5 separate regions of the Mus musculus genome follow, and regions 2, 3, 4 and 5 are each linked to region 1. Evidence: chromatin contacts called from public Hi-C, Micro-C and promoter capture Hi-C data. All regions are on one chromosome and are shown on one strand. The core of a region is the stretch at or near the end of the contact, and the rest is flanking DNA. Distances in the headings are between cores, read along the strand shown. Region 1 holds the start of Cyp46a1 (cytochrome P450, family 46, subfamily a, polypeptide 1). Region 2 holds the start of Slc25a29 (solute carrier family 25 (mitochondrial carrier, palmitoylcarnitine transporter), member 29). Region 3 overlaps Gm40573 (a long non-coding RNA gene). Region 4 overlaps Gm40572 (a long non-coding RNA gene). Region 5 holds the start of Bcl11b (B cell leukemia/lymphoma 11B).

Evidence for each region. Promoter capture Hi-C pulls out the DNA fragments that hold promoters and counts their contacts. Hi-C and Micro-C count contacts between places; a contact is called where the count stands out from the background.
Region 2: a contact with region 1 is called in a Hi-C map of memory CD8 T cells, with 7 times the contacts expected there. The contact joins the promoter of Slc25a29 here to the promoter of Cyp46a1 in region 1. A contact is called at or near these places in 1 of 39 promoter capture datasets (liver) and 1 of 484 Hi-C or Micro-C datasets (memory CD8 T cells).
Region 3: a contact with region 1 is called in a promoter capture Hi-C map of liver, with 4 times the contacts expected there. The contact joins the enhancer-like site here to the promoter of Cyp46a1 in region 1. A contact is called at or near these places in 1 of 39 promoter capture datasets (liver), 2 of 484 Hi-C or Micro-C datasets (CD8 T cells and embryonic stem cells) and 1 of 115 datasets of contacts at active chromatin or transcription factors (memory CD8 T cells).
Region 4: a contact with region 1 is called in a promoter capture Hi-C map of liver, with 7 times the contacts expected there. The contact joins the enhancer-like site here to the promoter of Cyp46a1 in region 1. A contact is called at or near these places in 4 of 39 promoter capture datasets (cranial neural crest, hippocampal neurons, liver and 1 more) and 1 of 115 datasets of contacts at active chromatin or transcription factors (pancreatic cancer cells).
Region 5: a contact with region 1 is called in a Micro-C map of embryonic stem cells, with 2.5 times the contacts expected there. The contact joins the promoter of Bcl11b here to the promoter of Cyp46a1 in region 1. A contact is called at or near these places in 2 of 484 Hi-C or Micro-C datasets (both in embryonic stem cells) and 1 of 115 datasets of contacts at active chromatin or transcription factors (embryonic stem cells).

Annotation. Positions count from the first base shown.
Region 1 is chr12:108,332,871-108,335,639 of GRCm38.p6, reverse strand. Cyp46a1 (cytochrome P450, family 46, subfamily a, polypeptide 1) reads right to left here and starts at 1,324. Exons shown (of 15, transcript NM_010010.2): 1 at 1,076-1,324. The coding sequence starts at 1,194.
Region 2 is chr12:108,834,532-108,837,300 of GRCm38.p6, reverse strand. It overlaps Slc25a29 (solute carrier family 25 (mitochondrial carrier, palmitoylcarnitine transporter), member 29), which reads left to right and starts at 1,425. Exons shown (of 4, transcript NM_181328.3): 1 at 1,425-1,649. The coding sequence starts at 1,616. It overlaps Mir345 (microRNA 345), which reads right to left and starts at 328; the gene lies at 233-328.
Region 3 is chr12:108,769,846-108,772,614 of GRCm38.p6, reverse strand. Gm40573 (a long non-coding RNA gene) reads left to right here. Exons shown (of 2, transcript XR_872979.2): 2 at 1-1,500. Among named protein-coding and RNA genes, the nearest start is that of Gm33682, 3.9 kb to the right of the region's middle. Within about 2 kb of position 1,359, at least 4 of the 459 cell types and tissues checked have an H3K27ac peak or open chromatin away from gene starts, as enhancers often do. A contact at or near this core is called in liver, where this site is marked.
Region 4 is chr12:108,704,384-108,707,152 of GRCm38.p6, reverse strand. The region is part of intron 3 of Gm40572 (a long non-coding RNA gene); the gene reads left to right. Among named protein-coding and RNA genes, the nearest start is that of Degs2, 3.5 kb to the right of the region's middle. Within about 2 kb of position 1,437, at least 3 of the 459 cell types and tissues checked have an H3K27ac peak or open chromatin away from gene starts, as enhancers often do. A contact at or near this core is called in liver, where this site is marked.
Region 5 is chr12:108,002,064-108,004,832 of GRCm38.p6, reverse strand. It overlaps Bcl11b (B cell leukemia/lymphoma 11B), which reads left to right and starts at 1,419. Exons shown (of 4, transcript NM_001079883.1): 1 at 1,419-1,747. The coding sequence starts at 1,690.

The DNA of each region.
Region 1 (2,769 bases), core at 75-2,574:
GTGACTCCAGGGGTAGCCTTAAAATTACCGGGGCTGGGCAGGCTTCACATAGAGGGATTGGGACAGCCTGTTTGATATGAGAACAAGAAAATACCACTCACAGGCCAGAGAAGGTGAATGGGGAGAGCCAATGGAGAGATGTAGGGGACAGGCAGGCTTAGGGCAACCGTAGTATGCAAAGGGGGCAAGAGGGGACAGGTACTAAGTTGCCTGTGAACTTAGTAGTAGCTTGCTAGCTGTGTGGTATGGTTCATGTGAAACGGGATTTTTCAACTCTGAAGTGATGGGAAGCCCTTGGGACACTTTCATTACACATCTACTCTAAGCTTCAAAAAGCTCTTGCCAGGTATAGTGGCACAGGCCTTTAATCCCAGCACTCAGGAGGCAGAGACAGGCAGATCTCTCTGTGAGTTTTGAGGTCAGCCTGGTCTATAGTGAGTTCCAGAACATCCAGGGTTTTGAAGAGAAACCTTGTCTCCAAAAAAAAAGGGGGGGGGGTGAGAAAAGGAATAAGAAAGAAAAGGAAAAGAAAGGTAAGCTTTTGATGGGAGCCATTGGTAAAGTGGCCAAAAACGGAATGGAAATACTGAGGACAAATGGAATGTCCCAGGACAGAAACACAGAAACAGAAAAACGTGACGGGAGTACAGTGTTCAGTATTTGGACAGGTTGGCCCTGTCCAAGTCCTAAAGTTAGCAGCGTCCACTTCGAAAGCAGCCTAACCTGGGTTTAAATCTAGGCTTACCAACTGTGTGACCTTGGCAGGTGACTTCCCCGCGTGCGCCTCAGTCTGCAGGTCTGAACGATGGGGTAACAGCAGCGCTTACCTGACAGGACTGTAGCTGCCGACACATTTGTGCGGCCCAGCCAAGCGCGGTGGGCGCCCAGCAGCTGCTGCGGCTGTGAGTAATTTGTTACTAAGAATAGTTAGCGCCCCTCTCCGGGCCTGCGTCTCCGGGCTGGCCGTGCGTACAAGACGAGGCTGGACCCCCGTCCTGGGCGCTGGCTCTGACGCGGTCCCCAGACCCCGCGATCGAGAGCCCCAGCCAGGCCCCCGCCCCCACCCCCCGCTCACCTGGGCCGCGGCGGCCCGGGGATGTGCTCATAGCGGCTGCGAGCGCGATGCACGAAGGTGCAGCAGAGGCCGAAGGCGAGCAGGACGGCGCTGCCGAGCAGCAGCAGCCCGGGGCTCATGGCTCGTGGTCGGCGCCGGTGCAGAGGGGGCCGGAGGCTGCGACCGACTAGCTGTCAGCGCTGCGCGCCGCCTCGGCCCCAGGCCCCGCGCTCACCAGCACCGCCCCCGCCGCTCGGCTCCGCCCCCGCTGGCTCGACCCCGCCCCGGGCACGCGGACCCGCCAACCACGTCTCCGCCTCCAGCCCTAGCTCTCAGGACCCGCCCCCGCACGGCCACGCCCTCTTTGAGGCCCAGCCCCAGCCGCCACGCCGTTCCCGCCCAGAGCGATAAGTATTCACCAATCACAACCTGGCTTTTGGCTCAGACTTTGAGGCCACGCCCCTTCTACCCTCTCTTGAGCTCAGACTCCACCCCGAAGTCGCCCCGCCCAGAACGCGTTGTCCTGGCAACCTCGCTTCCTGGGCGCAAGCTGCCCAGGCGGCGGCGCAAATCCCGTCCGCTGGCTCCGCCCCTTTGGCCTCGCCAACTGTCTCTCCGCGTGCAGTGCCAGGCCTCTTCCTTTCTCGTGCAAACCTTCTGAAAACCCTTTCCCAGCCCTCCAATCCCCGTCTTGCGCTGACTGTTCTCAAACATCTCCCTGAAACCTTAGCGCCCCAAAGTTAGTCAATCCCAAATGTCCTCGCGCTGCGCCTTCATTGCAGGTCGGTGCAAGCCTTGCGCCCGCTGTGTGCCAGCGTCCGCCCGGAGGCGGAGGACAAGATCCTAGCAGGATGCAGGAGTTCCTGGGCCCGGGAAAACCATAATCCTGAGTATGGGTGATGGTCCATAGGAATGTGCTGGGCTGTGCTCCGCCTTCTCACCCGGTGGAAGCGCAAAGTGCTCCTCACTTCCGAGTTTCAGTTCCCGTGGGGGACGCTCAGATAGGCCTGCAGTGGATGGGAGGGCCAGATGTGCGCTCTCCTTGACTAGATAAAGAGCCTCGGGATTGGGGAGTGGGGGCTCTGAAGACCTCGAGAGAAGGTCGGTTTCTGACTACTCCGAGACCTTGGTTAGGTCCTGGAGGGGTCTGAAGACAGAAAAACAGGAAAAAAGTGTGGACCGTGTGCCTACATTTCCGGGTATACAGGACCAGCCCCCGGGAGGGACATATCAGGGATCCGTGAGCTGCAGGTGACGGGGAGAGCTTTAGGAGCTGTGCTTGATTTCGGTCTGGAGAGGCCACCTCAGCCTGAACAAGACGGGAAGCCAAGCATCCAACCGGGGACTGGCCTCTGAGTGGCATTAGGGGGATGTGGCTTGCCACCGCGCCCCCGTGTGGTAGCGAGCGGCAGTCGCATGTGCGCAACAGGGACCTCCCGTGGCCCTGCTTGGGGGCAGAGGAAGGTCAGCCAGTTTAGTTTAGCCATTTGTGAAAGCTCCTGAATTGAGAGGAGATGAAGGCATGAGACTGCGAGGAGGGTGTAGACTTCTTGCGTGCTTTTAGGCGAGTTAAAGAGAGTAGACAGCAAAGACCGTGGGGCATCGTGGTGCTCACAGGAGAAAGGATCAAAAGTTCGAGGCTAGGTGGATATGGTGGGTGATACACACCTTGAATCTCAGCACTGGGAAGGCAGACCAGGCCAAGACTATACAGA
Region 2 (2,769 bases), core at 176-2,675, 500 kb before region 1:
TGTCTCATCGGATGCCCTCCCGTTTCTTAGAACCAGAAACCAGGGTGGAGGCGTGAAGACCCGAGCTTTACCACCGGACCCCAGGGTATTCTTATGGCTGTGTCCCTGCAGGAGGATTGCTGGGGTTAATGGCAAAGGCCTCAGGAGGGATCCTACAATCACCCCAGTTCCAGTGTGTACTTCCTTCTTCCTCTTACCACCTGCCTTTAGAAGGCATCCAGATGACTCAAAGCCTGTGGAGATCAAACCCAGGTCTCCAGACCCCTAGTTCAGGGCCCAGTAGCCACCACAAGCACTGGACTAGGGGTCAGCAGGCCTGGACTTGGGTGTCGGCTTCACGAAGGGTCCATTCAATTCCAAGGATAAACACCACCTCTCAAACAACACTGGGGTCCCTGGTCTCAGAGCTGCCCCTCCATCAGATCTGCCATCCCACAACTCCGCGCCCAGTTTAGGGAGGGGAGAGGCAAGAGCAGAGTTCGAGTAACCACAGGAGTCTGTTACTCCACTCTCAGCTTAAAAGAAAGTCACGACCAGCAGAGGCCCGGTAAGTGATGGCTGTATCCATCACTTGGACTTGCTTCCAGACTCCTTGCTGTTGTAGATATTACCAGCAACTGGGGGGGTGGGGGGCGGCGCGTCGGGTTCTTAGCCCACCTCAACTTTAATGCTCTCCAAGCCTGGAATATCTGCTTGCTCCTTGTCCTGCACCTAGCTCACCCTGTCCCAAGGCCCAGAGCTGCAGTCAGATGCCCGCGCCCCTGATCTGGCCTGCTGGCGGCTCCCAGGAACACGTCGGGCTTGGCGGCACCCTTCCATCCTCAGGCCCCATCCACAGGCCCCTTCTGTTTGAAAACGTTTCTACGTCCTTCAAACTCAAGTCCCTGTCTCTGCCTGGGTGCACTGGGTCCTCAGTACTCCTGCGCGTTCGCTTAAGAAGATCCGGGGCCTCAGAGGCCCCTCCAAGTGGGCGGTCGTTCTCGAACTTTCCCAGCAAGCTGAGTCCAAGACCAAAGTAGGCCTTGGGAGAGTCGCGGCGTTCCACGTGTGCACTCGCCACTGTGTCCTCTTGACACAGGCAAGGACGATGAGGTTGAGCAGGAGAGTCGCATCCAAATACCGTGAGGGGTCCGAGGATTGAAGCAGATCGAGCGCCGCCCTTCGGACCGTGCGGTTGGGAGGTTCTGGGCTCCAGTGTGCAGTGTGCCCACCGCACTGCCCCTTCCTTGCGCCGTGCGGGCGGGCCCGAGAAGCACAGTCTTTGTCTACTGAGCCGGGAGGCACCCCCGCCCGCCGCGCCCGAGGCCACACCTTCCAGGCGCGCCCAGCCAATGAGACTTGGCGGCGGCACCCGGAGCACGGGGTGTGTCCGTGCCTCGCTTACCGATTGGTTGCGCTCTGCCCCCGCGGGGGCTGAGGCCGACGGGGCGGTGCGAGCGGTGCGAGGTGAGGCCCGGCAAGCTGGACGCCAGGGGAGTGCTTTTCTAGGAGTCGCCATCCAGTCGCCTCCCCGACCCGGCTGCGCGCCCGGAGGCCAGATAGCAGGAGTCGCGACGGCCAACCGCGGGCCGGGCCCGAGGAGTAGTAAGACACAGCCGGCTCGCCGGGCCGGGCCATGGCGCTCGACTTCCTGGCTGGATGCGCCGGAGGTAAGGAGATGACCGGCATGCCAGGCGGGCGTTCTGGCTGGTACGCGGCGACAGGTGTCTTCTTGACCCTTCCGTGCGCACTGAGTGCAAGGTCTGGGGATCCTGGCAGCACCGCGGCTTGGCCGGAGGCAGGGACAGAACAGAAGGATGCGGGCGCGCAGCCTACTGATCCCTTCCCGCAGCTGTCTGAGCGAGGCTGGTGACACCGCGCGACCTCCTAGAAGGCTGGCCCGACCCCAGGCGCCCAGCACTTCCCATGCATTGCTTTAAGCTGCTGGAGGGCTCAGGAGAGGAGGAGGCGGTCCACCGGGTGGTCAAATAAATGGTCATGTCAACCTGACTGAAGAGCGCTCGAAGCTGAGAGCAGGCTAGGTCTGCCCATGACACTACCGTGCGGACCTGTTGAACGTTTAGTGCCTTTCCTTTTGCCTAGAGGATTAGTTTATTTACTAAGTATTAAATAGAGCCTGGTTTAGCCGCTGGGATTCCAGGTGAATCGACTGAGGTGGTAGTGGTCTGGCTGGTTATATGTTCAGCTCTGAGGCCCAGACCTGGCTCCTCATCCACCTGTCCTGCTGTCTTCATCCTTCATAGCCCTACCCGGAAAGGTCTCTCCTGGAACAGTGATAGGCTGGAGTTGGCCTTAGGTGCTTAATCCGTGCTTGCTTCTTCCTGGATGGAGAACATTGCTGTCTGGCAGAATGCCTTCCCTGAGCAGTGACGTACCCTCTAGGTGCTTGAGAACCACCAGACTGTCACCAAGTCTTTCTTCTGTAAGCTGTGGGAAGGCCACAGAGATTTCCACAAGCAGGTGGAGAATTAGAGACCCAGAAAGAGCCCCATGCTAGCCCCAGCTGTAACAGGGCAGGTGAGGGCATCTTCAATGGCCAGGACTCCTGCCGTGGCCAAGACCCCCTTGTACTGCAGTTTCCCCAGGGCCAGAGTTACCTCCATTTGTAGCCTGGGATATACAGTTGATCTGGGGAGCATATATTCACCCTGAGGCCAGGCTTGCATAGAGACTTTGAGCACCCCCACTGTCCCACAAGCCCATGGGCACTTGCTCAAGTAGGCCCTCCCTGCCTGGGATACCCATCTGTCTTCAACCAGCCTGTCTCAG
Region 3 (2,769 bases), core at 110-2,609, 440 kb before region 1:
TCTGACGCCCTCCTCTGGTGCATCTGAAGACAGCTACAGTGTACTTATGTATAATAATAAATAAATCTTTGGGCCGGAGCTAGCGAGGCCAACTGGAGCGAGCAGGGTTGACCGGATCGAGCAGATGTAACAGATGTTTGTTGTCATTTGGGGGTGTTAATTACAAGTTGTTATTGGTCACAATCAGGGAGGAAACAAAGATTCAGGGGTCTTTTTTTTTCTCTTCTATCCTTTCTCTCGCATCTAGTGGTAAGGGATTAAAGGGAATGAAAGGAAAAGTGGAGGGATATAGGGCTTAAGGTATAAGAAAGGTGGATTGTTGTATTTCCTTTTAGACTAGAAAGCAACTTAGAGTCTGTAATATCTATTCCTGGTTGTCAGCTTGACTATATCTGGAGTGAACTACAATCCAGAATTGGAGGGATCTCCTGTGATCCAGATCTTGAGGCTGGAAGACACAAGGTTCTGACCTGGATCTTGGCATGGAGATCTCAAGGCATAGTGGCTATGAAAAGTTTAGGCCCAGGCAAGGTAGTACACGCCTTTAATCCCGGGAGACTAAGGCAAGGAGATCTGAGTTCAAGGTCAGCCTGGGACAAAACAAGTCCCAGATCCAGGCATGGTGGCACACACCTTTAATCTGGGCCACACCTTCTGCTGGAGACCTACACAAGGACATTGGAAGAAGGAAAATTCTCTCTTCCTTGCCTGCTTGCACTTACTTGCCAGCACATCTGTTGGAAGCAGCTTCCAAGCAGCTATTAGGTTCTTGAACTTCCCATCCACAGCTGCCCATTGTTGGGTTAGTTGAACTACCGACTGAGTTATCACAATAAATTTTCTTAATATATAGAGACGATCCGTAAGTTCTGTGACTCTAGAGAACCCTGGCTAATACCGTCTCGAATATTTTAGATTAGTATGAATTATTGTATATTGAACATAAAATGTAAACATATAAATAGCTAGAAGCAAGCAATGTTTTTCTCTTCAGATATACTTTAGATAGGTGGTCTTCAAACACTCCAGAGATTTACAGAATATGGCATTTTCATGAGACACACCAGCTCCCGGCAGCACCCCATCAAAAGACCTCCACCCAAAGTTTGCTTCAAGTGTGGCAAAGCTAGCCATTGGGCAAAAAACTGTCCCTTGCCTCAACTGCTAACAGCAGGCTATGCAAAGCTCTGACAAGCAGAACACTAGAAAGTCAACTCCCCAGCTTTGCCAAGACATGGTCAGATATTCTAGGTCTGCTGGCTGAAGACTGGGTGCCCCGTGGATATAGAGACTTGAGGTAGCTGACCAGGCAGCCAGCGGTCTCTGTAATTTCTGTAGCTCTGGAAGCTGCCTGCTCTGCACTTTGTTTAGTCAGGTAATATTTATCCTCAGGTCTGGTGGGGTTGAGGTGTAGACAGTTACAGTGTTTAGAACTTAAGAAATGTCTTAGGATCTAAAAATAATTTTGGGGGGTTGGTAAATGCAAGTAAGTTATGAAAATTAAAGGATATAAGCGCTTAAATAGTAACAGAAAATGATTTATGTACAGACCTTTGGACTCACCAAGATAGGATCAATACTGGAGTACCTTCTCTAAGGTTGCCAAATATGAGTGGACTGGCCATTGTGGATATAATTCCTGATAGTCCTCTTAATTGTTCATCTTGTATACAGTTCACTGATGTCAAGAGAGAAGGCTGTGTCTTGCAGTACAGCAGGAGATGTTCAGGGTTCACTGTGTGAAGGTTGTCCAGTGTTGATTGCTAAACTAGGAGGGAGCTGAGCACTAGTGGATCTCAGCATTGTTAGTCTTACGGCCCGTCACTGGCCTCATGCTTTGCCAGTGTTCACCTTCCTCCCTTGCTGATTGGCTCAGGAAAGATCCGACAGCCTACATATATACACATACACATACATACATACATACATACATACATACATACAGGCAGGAAGGGGAAGGCAGAACGGCCCTGCAGAGTGGGGGTCTCTGGAAGAAGGCAGAAAAGAGGATTCGCCAGCAGGACATGGAGGTGGATGAGCTTAAACAGGTGTGGAGAGGTAAAGAACGGGCCATGCGGTGGGATGGAGTGCCAAGATTAGTTGGGTTGATTTAGACTGAGCTAGCTGAGAGTCTGCCCGGCTAAAGGCCTAAGCTATAATAAACACTAAGTCTCTTTGTCCTTATTTAACTACTGGTGGGTCCAGAAGGTTCTGGTCAGTCTCTTTCAGCTTCTCCACCTCACACCCGCGCAGTACTGTCACACTGGACCTTCCCATGTGCAGACTCACGGGTATTGGAGCCAAGTGACTGTGGATCTCTGCAAATGACCAAATCCTGTGAGCTGTTTTTGAGAAAAGTGGCCAACATAACATATGTGCATATTTTCTTTGAAGAATGTGGGGCTCCAGAGTGGTGGCTTTGTTCTTGCAACACTGCTCTTCGTGCAGCTGGCCCTACCTCTTTTCACAGCTCAGTTTTCCTTTTCAGGTAGTAGAAGTCACTGTGGGTGTGTGTGTTTGTAGATGTATGCAGGTGGGCATGGCCCGTGTGCATGCAAGGGACCAGAGGTATTGGGTGTCTTCCTTCATCAATTCTCTATTCTCTTGAGGTGGGATCTTTTCTGAACTCAGAGCTGGTTTTTTTTTGTTTTGTTTTGTATTTTTTTGTTTGTTTGTTTTTTTTTGGCTACTTGGTTGGTTAGGAAGCCACGGCAATCCTCCAGTCTTTCCCTGCTTCCCTCCCACAATGAGTCGCAGCCCTGCCCAGCT
Region 4 (2,769 bases), core at 188-2,687, 370 kb before region 1:
GGGAGCCGGGCGTGGTGGCGCACGCCTTTAATCCCAGCACTCGGGAGGCAGAGGCAGGCAGATTTCCGAGTTCGAAGACAGCCTGGTCTACAAAGTGAGTTCCAGGACAGCCAGGGCTGCACAGAGAAACCCTGTCTCAAAAAACCAAACAAAACCAACCAACCAAACAAACAAACAAATTGGAAATGCAGAACTGAACAAAACCCATTCAACCCTGTGAATGTGACTATTATAAGGAGTTCATAGCCACCTTTAATCCCAGCACTTGGGAAGCACACATCTTTAATCCCAATACTTAGAGAGGCAGAGGCAGGCACATAATAAGAATTGCAGTGATTTAAATTTAAAAGCTGCTTGTGAAAGAAAGGCAGGCTGAAATTCGAAGTGAATGTCCTTTGTGATCTGAAAATAGAAACAGGCTTTTCTTCTATTTATATATAAAGAGAAATAGGAATGTAGGCATACTTATCCACACATACTAAGGTATAGTTTCCAAAAAGAAATTTTTTAAAAATTTCAATTGAAAGATAATACTGTTTTGTTGCAAAAAAACAAAAAAACAAAACAAAAAAAAAACCAAAAAAAAAAAAAAAAACCAACCACATTTTCCTCTAGGAAATATATAACCTGCCAAAAAAGGGAACCCCCAGAGTTAGGCTTGGGGCAGGATTTCGTTTATGTCTTTCCAAGAGAATAAAAGCATCCAACTAAGGAACCTGGAGACCCCTGGACAGGTGACACATTTGAAGGAAGAGGACATATCAAGAGAAAATGTTCCAAGACGAAGGAAGGGTAAACAGGCCCACCTCCAGGTCTTCTCTGCTGCCCTCTACAGACATAAATGACAAACGGTCTTTATGTGGTCCCAATTCAATCAAAAATTAAAGCTGGCTTTGGGGTTGGAGCTTGGCTCTCCTCCTCTAGGCCCATATGTGCTTGTTAAAGGAAAATCCGATTCTCAGTCTCCTATCAGAAGAACCGCCCGCCCGGTGTGGGACAGAGGAAAACAAAAAATCAGGGAATATTCTATTGCCACTGATCTCATAATCTCTTGGTTTTCATTTGACTTCTCTAAAGCTTTTCTTAAGGTATAAATATTATCTCAAAGTCTATAAGATTATTATGTACATTTGGATTCTGGCAAAGACACCAGTAATCACCCAGAGTACCAACTAATCCTGAAAATAAGCTTCCCCCAGCTTCCTGGACGTGTTTTCAGGTTTGAGTCTGAAACAACTGGGAACAAAGCCCAAGTGCCTTGGATATACTTAACAGATTGTGGCCCTCAACCCTTTCTGAGATCTATAAAATATGGATTTAGAATGTTTATGTTTTCTACCCCTCCTAACAGTAACCTGTGAGGTCTCTGAGTCGATGGCAGGGACCTACAACGATGAATCCACCCGGATTGTGGTGACACTATCCACTCGGCAAACTGCCCTATGCCCTTTCTGCTGCCACGTTCTGTACAAACACTGGACACCTCTGGGTTGTCTGCTGTGTTCTACCTAGTCAGGATTGCCACTAAGGCGACAAATACCACCCAAAGCTCAGCTTTGGACTACAAACTGCTCAGAACATTCTAACTGCTCTGGGTTCATAGGAGATAGACATGAACATTATATAGAACTTTGAACTAAAAAATAATGAATCTTAAGGCTGCCAGATACAATTAAACTGGGCATTGTGGAAAACTTGGCAGAAAAAGCTTCATTGTTGTAAATAGTTTCACTGTATTAGAGTTAAAATCTTTCCTCCTTATTTAGACACAAAGGGATTATGTCACAGTTTATTGGATCACCCCAAGATTGTGTTGTTTACTGAAAAAAACCTGTTTCTACTTGTGGTGTGGCTCAGCCCTGGCACACGCCGTTAATCAGAGACAGGATTAAATAGATTCAACCATAGATCAAGAGGTAGGGCAAGCAACCAGTTGGCAGAGTGTGAACAGAGAGGAAAATCCACAGAGTTAGAGGAAGTCGGGAGGACAGATAGAGAGATGCACAGGAAGTAGAAAGGCGGGATATTGAGTCTGAGGGGTTTTGGAGATGTGTGGAGAAGGAGAACAGGATGTTAGCTGAGGAGGAGGGTCAGCTGGGCGCTTTCTCTGCCCCTCTGAGCTACCAATCTTTCACCCCAGCATCTGGCTCCTGAGTCTTTATTGGTAAAATCAAACGATTGAGATTTTGTTTAAAACATCACTAGTGATGTTTGGCAAGGTGTCTACCCCTGGGGTGCACTGATGACAGCCTCAGTGATTTATTGCTAGTAACACAAGGAACACCCTGGAAAATGACAATGTGAACCACACATATCACAGAACCGCTCAGCTTGGCATTCCCGTCAGCCACTGTGACTCACGGCACATGATTATATAGCGTGCATTTACCTATCAGCTCATACCAGCATCACTTCAGACTGTGAGATGCATGTGTTACCATGGTGCTTGGCCACACAATGCTTTAGCTCCTTTAAAATCTCACAGGATCATTGCTCCATGTGTGCTAAGACGTGCCTCTTGGAGACACCAGAGATACACACGTATATCTGCAAAACACCCCAAACTCTCTTTCTCCTTTGACAGAGTCTCACCCTGGAGCCCATGCTGGCCTCACCCTTGCAATTCTGACTCAGCCTCCTGAGCCCAGGGGTTACAGGAATGTTGCACCATGTCTGGATACCTCAGTCATCTTTGGCCTCAAAAGTTTTCTCCTCTATGAATTGAGGACACCACCTGGTTGCTTTTCTCTGGGCAGGAGGTGTCTCATG
Region 5 (2,769 bases), core at 170-2,669, 330 kb after region 1:
GCGTGCTTCCCAAGGAGACTAGGGTGTGGGGGCGGGGCAGTGCTTGACCCCTAGGAGTTAATGGGGCCCAGAAGGGCGAAGAACCCTTCTGGAATGGGATTCAAACAAAATGTGCCCCCCCCCACTGTGCCCCTCAGTATCATTAATTTTGTTGTTTGAGACGACCAACCCCCAACGGTTTATATGGAGACACTTTTTTGGAAGTTTCTACAAAATGCTCCCCTCTCCAAATAAGTAAAACCAACTGTAACTACTTTTCTAGAGAGTGAAGGAAAACAATTTTATCTGTCGCCTCAGTCTCCCCCAGCCCGTGGTTTCCAGCCCTCTTTCTCGAGTGGGTGGGTTTGGACTTGCTTGGACTCAGTGTACCTCAGTTACTCACACAGCACTCCGCCCCCTTTCTCAGGGAGTCCGGCTCCCGGGGGAGGAAGAGTGAGTGGGGACAAGATTTTATTTTATTTATCCCCCCCCACCCTCTTTTGCGCTACCGGTGCTCGGTGATAAGACCAGCTTACAAAAACAGTAGTTTGCACGTGTGGCCGGCCGGCCTGGGTTGCGGGTGTGCGCACTGGCGAGTGTGTGTGAGTGCGCGCGCGCGTGTCTCGGTGTGTGCTTTCTTGTTCTCTTACAGGGTACAATGTTAAAAAGCCACCGCTAGTCGCCCCCAGTGCTCCGACTCTCTGGGTCTTTTTGTCTCTAGAGCAGATTAAACGTCACGTCCGCACTTGAACTTGAATTTTATCCCATTGTACAGAGGCAGCCCCAGCCACAGAGAGACCGAGAGCTCCCGGAGAACCCGGACTCCGCCATCTTCACGTTGCAATCTATAGCTCCCGTCCACGCCCGCACCGACCCGGGCGCACTGGGCGAGCCGCCCCGCAGCCCCGCTCCCCCTGGGCCCGCGGCGCCGGGCAGCGCTGGGGAGCGCACGCGGGGACCCGCAGCCCCTCCGGCCGGCGCCAGCCTGCCAGGTGACCCGGGAAGGAGCCGCTCCCGGAGTCCCCCAGAGCCTCGGAGGGGTCAGCCTCCGAGAAAGAAAAAAAGCAGGCAGCGCGCAGAAAACCCAGAAAGAGCCGAACCAAGGCAGCTTTTCATTGCTTTTGGGTTTTTGAGGGGGCGGGGTGAGGGGGTACGAGACAAGTCCCCAAGTTTTCTTTGCCTTTTTTTTTTTTTTGGCTTTTTTGAAATTTGTTTGCATTTTTTCCTCCCCCCTCCCCTTGGGTGGAAGTGCGCGTTCCACCTACCAGACCCCGAAAGAAAAGTGTCAGAGGCCGGTGCAAAACCCGGCGTAACTTCAAGAAGACATTTACAAGTCTAAGAGGCCAAGCACTTTGAAGAAGTGTGAGAGATATTTTTCCTCCAAAAGAATATATTTTTAAAGAAACCGGCCAGCCAGCGGCGAGCAACAGCAGTTTTATAATTTATTTTAGCCTTTTCTCTATTTTAGAGCAAGCCATCTTCCTGGCTTTTTCTTCTTTCTTTTTGCAAAAACAAAAACAAAAACACAGCCCAGAAGAAAGAGCAAAATAAAGACGAAGAAGAAGAAGAGGAGGAGGAAGAGGAAGAGAGGAAGGGCAGAGGCACCAACCCGGGCGGAGGAGGAGGCGCGGCGGCGGCGGCGGCTCAGACCCCCTCCCCGGCCCGCATCTGTGCAGCTTTCCGGGCGATGCCAGAATAGATGCCGGGGCAATGTCCCGCCGCAAACAGGGCAACCCGCAGCACTTGTCCCAGAGGGAACTCATCACGCGTAAGTGTCTGCCGCACGCGCGAAGGGCCGGCGGCTGGGGCTCCGGGCGCCCGGGGCTGGGGACACCAACCCGGGAGCAGCGGCCGAGCGTGGGGTTCTGGGAAAGTTTCTCTGCAGCCGGGGGCAGCCGCCGCGGGCTCCGGGCCGGGGAGGGGGCGCGCGGGCTTGCAGGCGGCTGTGCGCGCCGAGCCCGGCCGGACGCTCGGCCCTCCAAGCGGCGTGTGTGGCGGCGGCGGCGCTGGTGGCGGGGTTTGGAGAGGAGGGGGAGGGGGCCGAGGAGTGGAGGGGGAGGGGGAGCCGGGAAAAGTTGGCGAGCGCGTGGGTCCGCGCTCGGAGGAGCGGGCGGACGGAGCCCCGAGAGCGCCCTGGACCCAGGGACCCGCAGGGGAAAGGGATGGCCGCGGGCTTCGGGTTCCCGGTCGCTGCGCCCCGCCAGGCTGGGCGCCGACCGCGCCGCTGCTAGGATTCCGAAGCCGCCGTCCCCTCCCCTCCTCTCGCTATTTGCAAAAGAATCCAGCTGCGCAGCTGTTTGCTGTGCTGGAGCACCCCCTCCTCATTTCCCCACCTCCGTCTCCTGGGACGGTCTTGTCTTCTTTCCCCCCCCAACTCAAAAAAAAAAAAAAGGTGTGGGGGGGAGGTTTTGGGTTGGTGAAAAAAAAATCCCCGCCACGAGTTAACAAAAAAGTCATGAGTGGGGAAAAAAAAGGGATGCTCTTATAACAGTAAAAATGAAGAGAAAGAAAAAGGAAGGGGAGAAAATACCTATCATCCTCTTATCCATCTTTCTATCTCTGTATCTTTCATCTTCCCATCTAAATAAACAAGGCAGGTCGCGGTGCAAATCCGCCGGATTTCAAGCAAGTGGAGGGGCTTGCAAAGTCAGGCAGCAGGGCAGACTCTCAGCAGCTTCCACCGCCCCAGCTGGGTTCATTTAGAAAAGAAAACGCCAGCGCGAGCCGCGCAGGTACACAGTTCTCCCAGAGCCAGCCGGGTACCCGCGCTGCCACCGGCGAGGTCGGCTT